Regions from separate parts of the Mus musculus genome. Here region 2 is linked to region 1. A link is a contact called in public HiChIP or PLAC-seq data. All regions are on one chromosome and are shown on one strand. Each heading gives the region's core, a stretch centred on a gene start, on an enhancer-like site or on the middle of the called end of the contact. The rest is flanking DNA. Distances are from core to core; before and after follow the strand shown. Region 1 holds the start of Stx18 (syntaxin 18). Region 2 overlaps Evc2 (EvC ciliary complex subunit 2).

The links. HiChIP or PLAC-seq counts read pairs in DNA pulled down with a chosen protein or histone mark.
Region 2: a contact with region 1 is called in an H3K4me3 HiChIP or PLAC-seq map of embryonic stem cells, with 6 times the contacts expected there. The contact joins the enhancer-like site here to the promoter of Stx18 in region 1. A contact is called at or near these places in 5 of 39 promoter capture datasets (the 3T3-L1 cell line, cranial neural crest, embryonic stem cells and 2 more) and 2 of 115 datasets of contacts at active chromatin or transcription factors (astrocytes and embryonic stem cells).

Annotation. Positions count from the first base shown.
Region 1 is chr5:38,036,866-38,040,897 of GRCm38.p6, forward strand. It overlaps Stx18 (syntaxin 18), which reads left to right and starts at 2,365. Exons shown (of 11, transcript NM_026959.3): 1 at 2,365-2,634. The coding sequence starts at 2,467.
Region 2 is chr5:37,363,842-37,367,873 of GRCm38.p6, forward strand. All of the region lies in intron 7 of Evc2 (EvC ciliary complex subunit 2), which reads left to right. Among named protein-coding and RNA genes, the nearest start is that of Evc2, 27 kb to the left of the region's middle. Within about 2 kb of position 2,095, at least 23 of the 459 cell types and tissues checked have an H3K27ac peak or open chromatin away from gene starts, as enhancers often do. A contact at or near this core is called in astrocytes, where this site is marked.

The sequences.
Region 1 (4,032 bases), core at 1,115-3,614:
TGGAGCTCAGCAATTCCTCCTACATAAAACCCTTTCCCACTTATCTACTTCCTAACTTCCTGGACCCCACCAAGGGTCTGGCTTGCTCTTTGTTTCCCTAATTCAACTCCTCCACTTTGTTATGCAAGGCAATTTAATTCTCCTTCCATTTACTCTGCCCCAGGCTTACCTTTGCATAGCCAAAGACTCATTAATGTCTGCATAAAACAAAATACAATTTATGCAAGATGCAAGTTAGAATTACTAGTATAGATTTTGTCCTCTTCTCTCTCTCTCTCTCTCTCTCTCTCTCTCTCTCTCTCTCTCTCTCTCTCTCCCTCTCCCTCTCTCTCCCTCTCCCTCTCCCTCTCTTCCTTCTCTACTCCAGTTGTATGGACTGTGTTCTTCAGGAATGATGAAATGTTATACTCTGGATGTCAAATCATTTACTTCTTTTCTGTTACATGAATATTTCCTTGACATGTATTTCTTTTAAATATGCCTTTAATACTGTGGTTCTCAAACATCAGAAAATTTTTACATTCCTACAAAATTATGTAGGTCCTTAAACAATTGTTGCTTGCTTGGATTTTATCTATTGATAGTTACTATATTAGAAATAAAATGAGAAGCTTAGAAATATTTATCTGCCTAAAGTAATCAGAGTACATCTATTAAATATTAACATAAACATCTTCATAGGGAAAATAGTTTTCAAAACAATAAAAGACTCGGTAAGAAGAACTGGCACTTGCATCTTTGCAATTCTCTTTTAAGTCTGGCTTAATGGAAGACAGCTGCTCTGCAATTAGCTTATTGTAAGATCAGTGTCTCTTGGAAAACTCAACCATACAGCTGATTAGAACATGCAAGTGTAAAGGCAAATGTGATCCTAGGATTATTATGAAACTAGCTTTTCATCTTGATGACTGTTAAAAGCCTAATTTTAGCACACATCTTAGTGTGCTTCCTTTTATAAGGAAAACAAAACCCAGAGAAATTGATATTGAACTAAAACTAAACCATGGGGGTCACACTCCTGGACAAGAAACTACAGGCAACTATGGCTGCTGAGAGAGGGAAGTTAGCCTATCCCATGGAAGAACCCTCTAATTGGTTGTCCAATACAACGTGATTATCCCTGAAGCCATAGACACATACACAATAACAACAGTTTCAGCAGATTGTGCTGGCATATCCATGGATACTTACACATATATGCAACAATAATAATTAAAGAAGAAGAAGCTATCAACTTGAGATTGAGTTGGGAGACATGGAAGAAATTGGAGGGAGAGGACTTGAGGAGGCTGGAGGGAGAAAAGGGAAGGAGAGAAAGTGGCATAATTGTATTTTTAATGAAAGGTGCACACAAAAATAAAATGAACCATGAACCAAGTGCTCAGAAAAATTTTACTAGCTGACTTTAGTCAAATTACGTAACTCTGTTCTCCATTTCATTCTTTCTCTTTGATAACTATGATTCAAGAGAGCGCTTTTCAAAAGTGCTTATTGAGGAGGAACCTAACATGATATCATGAAGTTCAGAATGCTTCACTTTCGTCTGGCTCTGATAAGTTCCTGCTCTCCACATCCCCGCTCAGGGATCTCTGCTCTAAGCCTCTTCTACATTATAAGTAAGAAGACTGAGGGCATGGTGGCGCGTGCCTTTAATCCCAGCACTTGGGAGGCAGGGGAAGGCGGATTTCTGAGTTTGAGGCCAGCCTGGTATACTGAGTGAGCTCCAGGACAGTCAAGGCTACACAGAGAAACCCTGTCTCGAAAAACAAAACAAAACAAAACAAAACAAAACAAAACGACTGAGGACAACCATATTATCAACAACGGCAACATCTACTAGCTGTATACTAAGAGTTAAACAGCACGAGGACGTTTTATACACACATTCTGTTTAATTCTCTGTGCATTCCAAGAAAGGCGCTGGCTTCACTTTACCGAACTGGCTGAAGGTTGAAGAAAAAAGGTCTCTGGCCCCTACCTCTGTACACGTACCCTTTCCTAGCTCCTGCAACTCAGATGGTCATAGTTCATTGTTACTCAAGGCGATCCCTTGATGACAAAAGTCAAAAGTGTGATACTCCCCACCTGTCAACCAAACCGCCCGCCCGTCTCCTAAAGAATCATAAGGGGAGCGATCTTTCTAGCTTCCCGATGCTTTCGTTCCTGAAGTCCAGACTGGGAAATCTCCGAGCGTCTGATCCCGCTGAGTTTTGCAGAGAGGAGAAAGGGGTGCCGATGCACTGCGGGTAGCTGTCTGGAACGGAGAATTCCGGCTCTGGGTTAAAGCCGGAACCTTTCTCCACTCTCCGCGTTACACGGGCGGAGTGCGGAACCTTTCTTCTATGCTCACAGTTCCCAGGCGGAGGAGTGCGAAATCGGAACGTCCCTCAGCAACCGAGTTCTTGCCGGGGTCGCTAGCTGCTGACGTGTGCCTGGCCGGCTTCAGGCCCTGGGTTGCGGGTCGCTATGGCGGTGGACATCACACTGCTCTTCCGGGCTAGCGTCAAGACAGTGAAGACGCGGAATAAGGCTCTGGGAGTGGCCGTGGGTGGCGGGGCCGATGGCAGCCGGGACGAGCTGTTCCGCAGAAGCCCTCGGCCCAAGGGAGACTTCTCCAGCCGGGCCCGTGAAGTGGTAAGCTGGTTGCTATGGGAACGGCGGGCGGGAGCTAGGGGCGCATACGCTCCGCGGCCCCTGGACCCCAAACTGGGCCTATCTCTTTAGCTCTCGGTGAAGACAGGGAGTCTCTAGCAAGACAGAGAGTCTGTCTCACCGACCTAACAGCTGGCTCAGGGTGGCGACAGGTTTATTCTCACGAAGGGACGCATATCTGGGCACTGAAGGAAGTAAGTTAGAGGTGCTTGGATATCCTTGAAATCAGGTTATAACCTTCTGAGGCAGTGAGTTCGCCAAGAGTTCCCACAGTCTGACACTTCCTGTCGCAAAGCTCACCACTATCTCCCCTCGCCCTTCCACGAATCTGTTTGGACCTCCTCTTGCTCGTAGGGTTTAATAAAATCCACGCTCAGCTGAACGCTCCTTGATCCTTGCCTCCAGGCATAGGTAGGACTCAGTACCTCCTGAGATTGGTTTAGGACATCACCAGTGTAGGGTAAAAGCTTTTCCCTTCAGAGCGGCAACACTTAAGCAACACTAGTGTTGTAACTGTCCTCTAAACTGCTTCCTGTTCTCTGGACACAACCGGCTTCTGTGTCCCCAACATAGAAATCTTTTCCATAAGGGTAGGAACATGTTGACAGTATTTCTGTATGTGCTACTGACAATATTGCTTAGTAAGTATTCTTTGAATGAATGAATGGTTGAACGAATGAACAATTATTGATTCCACTAAACAGGAAAAAAAAAGATTGTTTGCATTATATCCCTTTGTGTCTATGACACTAGGGTAAATGTTATTTTTGGAGTACCAGGGGGTCATATACAGTCTGCCTGTCTTTTTAAAGACACACACACACACACACACACAATGGCCCAAAGCATTGAAAGGTACAAATCTGGGGGATCTAAACTTTAAGTTTCATTGGTTTTCCAGTAAACTCACCTCTGCTTGGCACATAATCCATTGCTTGATATTTCTCTTTTTGAGGCAGGGTCTTTCCATGTAGACAAGGCTGGCCTTGATCTTACAGAAAGGTGACTGCTTCTGTCTCCCAAGTGCTGAGATTGAAGGCATGGGCCCTCAGACTAGATAATACTCAAATATTACACACACACACACACACACATATATATATGCACAAGTCAATGAATGGCTGTTTACAGATAATGTTGAAGCACAGGAGGTTGTATGAACCAGATAAATGCCCCTCCCTCCAACAGTAAACATCTACCTAGTACTTACTTTCTGACCAGCACTGTTTTAGAGTAATAGGGTTCCACTGTTGAGTTATAGTTACAGTGGTGGAGGAGATGCAAATATAAACAAACGCCCTGCCGTGAGCCGTGCTGGTGTTCTGTAGGGCACAAGGGAAACAGTGGTTAATCCCACCTGGGAGAAAGGCTTCATGGGAC
Region 2 (4,032 bases), core at 845-3,344, 670 kb before region 1:
TGCTCCCTGGAGGAAGTGACATTATCACTTGTGCTTGATGCTGTGGAAGAAGCTTCCAAGGGGAGTGAGAGGGAATACTTCAGGCAGAAAGAAGACAGGGAGGTATAAGGATGGGAAGGTGTAAGGAGCATTTGTGAAATCTAACAGAAGAGTGTGCCAAGTGTTTGTTTACCCAATACAGAAAACAGGGAAGAAACGGCTGTTTGAAAAAGAGGCTAGCCCAGGTGCCCACCTTGGTTTTCGGGGTGGGACTCTTTTTTGTTGGTAAAGACCTGCACTGTGCTGTCTCCATCCTGTCAAACCCTGGATGAAAAGGATGTGAACTAACTCACAGGTCTTCAGAAAAAACTTGGGCTGGGGTGCTGTTTTCCACTTACACGAGGACTTGAAGGTTAGTACCCCTTCTAGGGGTATCGCTAGCAGCTCAGTTGTGATTCCTCTTCGGACAAAAGCTACACTGAGTCTGACTCATGGTACTTTTTAAGCCACTTGTTCTTGACAGTGAGGACTCTGCTCCTTTCTTGTTCAGTAGCTCTGTGAGCAGCCAGGCCTGGAGCTTTGGGTGCACAGGACCGACGTCACCCTGTGGCTCATGGGGCCCAGGGCCCCATGCACTTCTGGATTTTTGGGTAGTGTGCATGGCTTGGGTAATTAGGCTTTGGACAGCTGTTCACAAACCCTTCTTTTGCTCAGTTCTCTGATTGGAATGCCAACGATGGCAATTAAAATTTGCCACCCTGTCTTAGGAAGGCAGACATGGGTGGGCAACTGGGATGCAAAACTCCTGCCAGGAACCAAAAACACCATCTCATATATTGTGATACAAACCCAAGCAATTATCAAAGCATTTCCTAGCTAAAAGTCAGGTGTTCACCTCCTCCTCAGCGTGAAAATGAAGAGTTGGCTGGAACCATCTGACTTGGGTAACTGACAGCTGGGTGTTTAATTTACACAGGCAGGATGCTGCATGCTTCTGCCCCGGTGAAGTAGTCCTCTTTAGCAGGAACATGTCTACTCTCCGGCTTGGCTTCTGATTCAAGATGTGAAGGGTCTCAGAAGCTCAGCCTCCTCCTTCCCCATCACAGGAAACTCTCCGCGGTGTTGCAGCTGGCTTACTTGGATGCCAGAGTATTGGTATTATTAGTTCCTCTGGGACCCTGGAACCTCTTCTTTGTACCTTCTTGGTTGCTGATCTTATTTTGTCAGAAGAGCATTGATCAGCACATTGATCAGCAAGCACGAACTGTGAGCACTCAGTGCAAGAATGAAGTTCATCCCTCCTCCTCTCAGCGCCTCACCCTCCTCCCCCAGCTCGGTCTTTTAAAATGACTTTTTTATTATGGGTGTTCTGCCTGTGAGTATGTCTGAGCAGAATATGTGTGTTTGTGTGTGTGTGTTGTCCACAGAGGCCAGAAGAAGATGTTGGATCTCATGGGACTGGAGTTACAGAAGGGTGGAGCTGCTGTGTGGGAGCTGGGGAACAGACACAAGTCCTCTAGAAGACTAGGCATGACTTTAACCACCGAGCCATCTCTCCACCTCCTCACCACAGTTCAGTCTTAAAATTTATTGATTTAACTGTGTTTCAGCCTCAGTGGTTGGACACTGGTTTGAGTACTTAGTCAGTCAGTCAGTCAGTCAGTCAGTCAGTCAGTCAGTCAGCCTGCCTGCCTGTCTGCCTGTCTGTCTGCCTGCCTACTTGTCTACTTTCCTTTTCCTTCCTCACTCCTTACCTCTCTCCCTCTCCCTCTCTCCCCTTCCCTCTCCCCTCTCCCTCTCTCCCCTTCCCTCCCTACCCCCTCTTTTCCTCTTTCCTTTCCTTCTTCCCTCTCTATCTCCCTTCTCCTCCACTTGTCAGTTACCTTTTATCTTTCTGTGTTGACCTCCACTAAGGTTTTGGAGCTCCCACAAAGGAAATGTCAGGGGCTTAGTTTGCATGGAAATCAGTCTCTCATGGGCTCCTTACTAAAAATAGCCCTTTTCTCTAGTAAGTCATTTATCCTGCCTGCAATTCTCACTGGAGGTTTAGCTGGGATTCTCACCCTGCAGGCAGGCAGGCAAGCAGCTTGATTGTTGCCACATTTCCAAGGCTAGGAGGCACTGTGCCTGTTTCCCCTCTGCTGGCACACTCCTGACAGAGCATGCCCTGGGCTTGCTTGCATGTTCAGCTATGGGTCATTTATTCACAGGCTGCCTCTTACAAAGAAGGTTGGAGAACTGCTTTTATCCTTTGGTCTTTATCAGGTTCCCTGATTGGAGTCACAGTGGAAGTGGGCTTGGTCCCAATGCATGCTGGAACCTGCTATGAGGAAGGAGAAACTGGATAGCTTGGCTGATCACAGAAGGTTCTAGAAACATGATGTGTGTGCGCGCTTCCAGTAATTTAGTGCCATCCAGACTGAAAACCTGGTCACGCCAAACATCTGGCATCGTATGAAATTCTCACTTCTGCTCAATTTTCAGACCAGTGAGCTGCCATTCAGACAGGCTCCAGTGGTTTGCCTGAGGTCGTGTGGGTGGTAATGGGCTCGCACCCAGGCTAGAGTGCTTACAGATTCACTATGCTGCTGAGGAATGGTCTCTTAGAAATCCCGAGTGCAGACGCTGCTAAGACAGAGCATAAGGAGTTCAGAGAGCTGTGTTTCTTTCCCTAACTGAGCTCTGAGCTCTCGCTGCAGCTCCTGTGCTGTCTGGAGGTTGTTTTGTGTGTGGCAGATGTGTAGGGAACATTTGTTGTGCTGGAGTTGTAAATACACATATTGAGTAGTTTTTTTATGTGTTAACCATATGGTTATCATTATTTTTTTTTTACAATGCCCGTCTTTTATTTTTCTTTCAAGCATTCTGCAAAAGCAAGACCTGTGGTTCTAAGATGCTTAGAACACTTTTTAAAAGTAATTAATTGACAGTATTTTAGCAGACCCTGTGTGGTCCTGTTTGGTGCTCAGCATAGTAGTGGGCACTGCCTGGATACGGGGTTTGTCTTTGTACTGCATACATGGGCGGAGTACAAATGTCTTGAAGTGGGGACTCAAGGCTCCTTCCCCTTCTATCCTCTTCTTGGAGACTGGGTTTCATGTAACTCAAGCTAGCCTCAGAATTTGCTATGTGACCAGAAATGAATGTGAACTATTGATCCTCCTGCCTCCACTCCAGTGCAGGGAGTCCAGGAATGCAGTATCACGCCTGGCCCAGGAATGAGAGAAAAACCATTAAGCTGAACGATGGTAGCAGCACATATTGCATGTGGGATGGGGTGTGGGTATCCAAGAGTCAGACAGAGTAGGTCAAAGTATCGGCTGCATGGCACAGTGGATTGGGGAGTCAAACAGAACTAGGGAAACTTCCTCTGCAGTGGTAGCATATCCATCCTGTGTACCCAAACTACTTCTCTTCATAGCATCCCTTGCAGCTAGAAGTGACTATACATGCAGGAGGGGAGGGACAGGGACAGAAGACAGACAGACAGACAGACAGACAGACAGACAGAGGCACAGAGTCAGACAGAGAGACAGAGAGACAGAGAGAGACAGAGAGAGACAGACAGACACAGAGAAATATTGTATCATTGCATTCTGTCTTATCTTCTTAAGCAGGAAGTTCTTTGAAGGCGAATGTTTTCTGCTCTGCTCATGGATTACCCCTCCCCCTCTCCTCCTACCCCGATGCTTCGGGATGAATGTAGTCTGTGAGTGATTATTTCTTCTTACAGAGTAGCTTGGTGCCTGGAAAGGGAGCACAGGCTGAGCTCTCTGCATGGAAATACTTGGTGAAAGATGGTCCAGGAGAAAAGATGCTGAGAGCGCACCCTGTGGCTTGGACTGTATTTGGAGTCGTGACAAGCTGCTGGCTCGCTGGCTCAGCATTGATTTTTCTGGTGTTTTCCTCATACTGTGTGACTGCCACTTACTAGAGATTCTCAGGGGATTCTTTCCCCATTCTCTGCTGCCTGCCCACCATGCTGACAGGGTGTACGTGTGATGTTTGCCCTCTACATAGAATCGTGCACTATGCCTTCCATTGAAATCGGTT